Linked DNA regions of Mus musculus: region 2 is linked to region 1. Evidence: chromatin contacts called from public HiChIP or PLAC-seq data. All regions are on one chromosome and are shown on one strand. Each heading gives the region's core, a stretch centred on a gene start, on an enhancer-like site or on the middle of the called end of the contact. The rest is flanking DNA. Distances are from core to core; before and after follow the strand shown.

Evidence for each region. HiChIP or PLAC-seq counts read pairs in DNA pulled down with a chosen protein or histone mark.
Region 2: an H3K4me3 HiChIP or PLAC-seq map of stem cell-derived neural progenitor cells shows a contact between it and region 1, with 53 read pairs. The contact joins the promoter of Pls1 here to the promoter of Pcolce2 in region 1. A contact is called at or near these places in 18 of 39 promoter capture datasets (the 3T3-L1 cell line, 3T3-L1-derived adipocytes, the C10 cell line and 10 more), 6 of 484 Hi-C or Micro-C datasets (Th1 cells, cortical neurons, embryonic stem cells and 2 more), 14 of 115 datasets of contacts at active chromatin or transcription factors (craniofacial prominence, embryonic forebrain, embryonic hindbrain and 8 more) and 2 of 9 other capture datasets (adipose tissue and pancreatic islet).

Annotation. Positions count from the first base shown.
Region 1 is chr9:95,636,359-95,638,920 of GRCm38.p6, reverse strand. Pcolce2 (procollagen C-endopeptidase enhancer 2) reads right to left here and starts at 1,293. Exons shown (of 9, transcript NM_029620.2): 1 at 1,048-1,293; 2 at 161-269. The coding sequence starts at 1,127.
Region 2 is chr9:95,844,008-95,846,569 of GRCm38.p6, reverse strand. Pls1 (plastin 1 (I-isoform)) reads left to right here and starts at 1,291. Exons shown (of 16, transcript NM_001033210.3): 1 at 1,291-1,399.

The DNA.
Region 1 (2,562 bases), core at 44-2,543:
GTCTCTTAATAAACCTCCCAGATAGGTGAAGTAAATCCAGCATTTCACGTTTTCTGGAATCTGCCACTAACCCAAATCCTGACACCAGACGCAAATGGCATCCGTGTGTACTGTTTCCAGTAGCCACGTCCAGAAGAACACCTTTAAAATAAATGCTTACTGTGATTTTCCAAGTACATTTGCTATTCGGAGGGTACATTCCAGGAAAACCTTCACTGCCAATAAATCCAGACTCTCCGGTAAGAATGCCGCCACATGTGAAAACAGGTCTGTGAAAATAAGAGAGAGAACGTTTACATTGATCTGCAGCCTAACAATCTAATGTTAATTCCAAAAAGGCATACGTGCTGATATAAACGAGTGAATGTTGTTTAATAAAATCTTTCACCAGAGAAAAGATCTGAATGCTTGCCATCTCTTAGAATATTTAAATTATAGCCCGATAACGCACTCGCCCAAATTCATCATTAAGACAGACCATATACGTGCAGCTATAGTAAAATATCCCACTCAAAAAGTTATATAAAAATTGAATGAGTTAACGGGAGAGAGTGGGAGAGGTATTGAGAGTCACTCTGGCAGAGCTGCATGGTTTAAAAGACATGGTAAAGATTAAGTTTGTCTCCAGATTTAGAGACAGGCCTTGTTTTTTCCCCTTTCTGGAAAACTTGGGTGTCTCAGCGCGCCCCGGGAAAAGGGGAGGCAGCCGCGGTTGGAGGTGATGCGGGAGTTAGCCATCCTGTAGGTGCCTCTGGCCAGGCACTAGGCTGTTAGTGAGGAGTCACTTAAAGACCGGCTCCCCAGGTTAGTCTTAGATTGGCCAAGCTGGGAGGAAAAGCGCGGGGCGGAGGAGGGCGCATATTCAAGCATATTCAAGCGCTAAAGCGCCGGCGCCCAAACCGCTGGGAGGCAAGGCAAGGGAGGGCGAGCCGCGCCACGTGGTGGCCCGGGAGCCGTAGGGCCAGCGCTCGGGGGGGGGAGCACCGCAGTCCGCGGTGGCGCTGTGCGGGTTCCCGGGCGCGGGGAAGGGAGGGCGGGGGACGTTACCTCTCTGGCGTCTGCGGCCGGGCCATCCGCGCGGTGGCCAGAAGCAGGCAGAGCGGGATGCAGGCGCTCGCGCCCCCCATGGCCGGCAGCTCACTGCAGCATCCCGCCGGGCGCCCGCAGCCAGGTACAGAGTGCGCCGCGGCCGGCAGGAGGGCGGTTTTTGAAGGCGATCCGGGCGGACTCCACGCCTAATTTCCCCAGGGGACGCGCCCTGGCAGCCGCGGGCGGCGGCTGAATGTCCCGTTTGTTCTCCAGCGGGAGGGGCCACAGCCTGTCCCCTGGGCGGCCGCAGGGGGGAAGGGAGCCCCGCCAGCGGTACCCAGGACCAGCCTTGGTTTTCCGGGGTGGGGGGTTGCCCCCAGCTGCTCTCAAGTAAAACTGCTGGGGAACCCGGCTCCTCCTTTGTGTTCTTGGAATAGCAGTCCCAAGGGGCAAGTAAAGAGATCCTTCCATAGTGGACTTCCAGCCCTTAACTCTCGCTTTAAATACACTCGCGCTTGAGCCTGTGTGCACCGGAGTGTAACAATGGCTAGAGAGATGATTTTGTGGGCAGATTTCAACATGCATTTGCAAGCAAGCGATTTGTGAGTGAATTGTTGTTAAATGTCAGATCCTCTCATCTCACCACCCACGTTAGGTTGTGAAAACGGTGTTTCTCTGCAGGCACCTCTGTTTTTTTTGAAGTTTTCCGAACGCCGGAAAAGGAAACGTTATTGATGAGTTAAGATTTATAAACTATATCCCCGAGAACGGTTCTAGCATCGAGGCTTTATTTAACTTCAGAAAAATTTCATACTTTTTTTTTTAACGTCACCAGAGAGTCCTAAAAGACCACCAAGAGCAGAATGTACTCGAGACTCATGGGAGCTACAACTTAACTTGAGGGTTTCATTAACGACGCGCCTTTTGCATTACATTCACCTTTATAAGAAGAAGAAAAAGATAAAAGAAAACAAACAAAGAAACAAAAACAAGGCAAGGCAAGACTTGTCAATACCCTAACTCCAGGGCCCGATAGCGCAGAGAATAAGAGGACTTGCCTGTGGTTCTTTCAGAGGACCCAAGTTCATTTCCAGCACCCCATATCAGTCAACTCCCTGGGACTTATTACCCTCATCTGGCTTTTTTGGGCACACACACAAATATTTTAAAGATTTAATTTCTAATAATGAACTTGTAATCTTAAGAACTTAACACTCCGGCAAGCAAATAACAATGACTACAGGCAATAACCTAAAAGTCGGAAAACCTACCAGTCGGTGGTGGTGCACGCCTTTAATCCCAGTACTTGGAAGGCAAAGGCAGGCAGGTCTTTGAGTTAAAAGCCAGGCTGGTCTACAGAGTGAGTTCCAGGACAGCAAAGGCTACACAGAGAAACCCTGTTTCAGAAACAAGCAAACAAACAAACAAACAAACAAACAAACAAAACAAAACTGGAAAACCCAAGGACCTGTCTAGGAACCAGAGTCCTCTTCAGAGTTTAGATTGCCTTAGCATTTAAAACAAGTTTTAATA
Region 2 (2,562 bases), core at 42-2,541, 210 kb before region 1:
TAATAAACTACACATAAACCATCTCCAGGACCCTGTGGCTTCTCAACCTTGGAGCCCAGACCACCCAATCTCAGCTTTTTTTCCCTGTCCATTTCTCTCTGTGTGTTTTCTTTTTCTTCCTTCACTCCTGGTATAGGAGGATGTGGCAATCTATAGTGAAGCATTTAGATCGGTCATTCTCTTTTAGTACCAAGTAGTAGTCCATTGTGCTGATGTAGCACGTTTGCTTTTGACAGTCAATTCCTTCCAACTGTGGCTACAGAAAAAGAGAAGGAAGCTACTACATCAGTATTCAAGCCTCTATGTGATATGCTTTAGTTTATCTTGGACAAGAGCTAAGAATGAAATGGCTAAGTCATGTTGTACATACATGTTTAAGTAAATATTTTGAGAGAACACAATTCCTCTTGTACATCTGCACTCAGACAAAAACGTTATTTATTGGACTTTCTGGGTTATGGGATTTTCTAGGCACGGAGAAGTCCTTAGCTCACTCCTCTTTGGCCCAACCAATTCTTTTGGACTTTAAACAGTTTCAGTGTACTGAAGCCACATTCCTACCGGCCTGATTGCTACCTGTTCTGCATCAGTTCAGGACTACAGGGCCAAGGGTCACCTAGGACCTTAGGTCAAAGGACAGCAAAAGTACCCTGCACACCTGTGGATCATGCTACCAGAAAAGCACACAAGAGCCCTTGAAGCTGCGTTCCGTTGGCTTGACTCAGATGTTGTTGGAAAAAGGTCCTGCCTTTGTTTGAGTGTGGGCTTTGGTTATTTATTTTAAATAGGTGTGGCTGTTTAATAAAGAGGGAAGGATCATCTGAATTCCCCAGAAGGGAGAAGGATGAGAGAAATTGTTTTACTTTAATAATTATCTTACCTTGTGAGCTGTAGTTTTCAAAAGTGCTATGCATACTAGTGTTCTGAGAACACATTAGAAACATCCAGCATTCAGATAAAAGATGCGGATACTCTGGGTTTGAGAGCTGTTTGAACAAAAACCTGAGGCCCCCTTGTTTGAGAACCACCGTGCTAAAACTCATTTCAGGGGTGCAGACAGTTGTAATTAGGCTGAGTGAAGCGTGGGCAGCAGGGATGACGCCCCTGCAGCGCGGGTCCACTTCCCCATCTTCCATCCCCCAACCTCAACACAAACCTCTTTAGTTAGCTCCTGCAAGCCTCCTTTCACCTGACTGCAAAGATCTGGTGGCCTCTCCCCTGGGTGCAGCAACTAAAACCTGGCGAGTGGATTTCAAGCGTGCGGGTGGGGGTGCGGGACGAGCATGCGCAGTGGCGCGAGCGCAGGAGCAAGGAGGCGGGTGAGTGGCAGCCGCAGCGGAGCGGACCAGACCAGCGGGCGCGGGGATCCCGGGCAGGAGCTGCCGAACGGCCGCCGCAGGTACCGGGGGCTGGGTGCCTGAACGCACAAGCGGGCGTGGGTCAGGAGGGGGAGGCCGGGCAGGAAAGGCAAGCTTGGCTTAGCGGCGCTCGGCGAGGGCTCCGGGTTCCTCCGACACCTGCGGGCGCGCTCCTGCCCTGCGGCGGAGTCTTGCGCTCAGGTGTGAAGTCCTGTGTGTCGCTGCTTAAGCCCCAGCCCAGGAAGCACATCGTGATACCCTGCATCTAGGAAGGGAGGGTACTAAGTTTTCTGGTTTAAACTTTGCGTGGCTGTTGAAGAGGTTTTTCTGATCCGTTGGTGTGTCTCTTAAGTTGTGTTACTGTGTTCGCCTCTGGTGCACAGGCGAATGTAGGGACAGAATGAAATTGCATCCGTGTTTGCTGGACTTAAGTGCCTTTCCAGGAGCCCTGGGGCCTCTGGATGCAGTGCAAGAAATGTCAGTCTTAGGGGAAAGTGCCAAGAATTTTGTGCGATTCAGCAGGCTGCATTTTCGAGTATAAGCTTTAAAAATTAAAAAGAAAAAAATACCAAAACAAAATACAGAAACCCATTTTTAACATTATTACCCCCATCCCAGGCTTCAATGAGTAGTATTGAAAAGAAAAACTTTCCTAGTTATTTACATTGTGTGACTTATACAGACATGTATCCTACCTCAAAGCTGTTGTAGACTGTATGGGGCCAACACGGAATGAACATTTCTTTGTTGGAGGAATGTGGAATCATAACTAGAATTTCAGGATGAATACAGAGACCAATGTTTTGGCCCCACAAAGGTGAAGCAAGGGCATTTAATTCCACGCCCCACCTCTTGTAACCAACTCCTCTTTAAACTTAATTCATTAGTGAAATTCTATAGGAAAGTGTTAAATTTGTGATGCGAGAGGCACGTGACCGTAGTAAGTGTAGGAAACGGAAAATTGAAGTTGAGGAGGAAAAAACAAACTAGAAAAGAGATCACAGAAGACCCCCCCCCCTTCCCTTTATTTTCCTGCCGTGAGGGTTTTAATGGTCGAAATAATATACAGTTGGTCTGGTTTTGTTCCGAGGGACCTCTGAGGTCAGCCAGTTCAGCTGCTTCAGTTTACAAATGAGAAAGCTGAGACCAGGGAGGTTAGATGACTTGCTCTGCCCGCGCTCGCCCCTCAGGGCCAAGCAGGGCC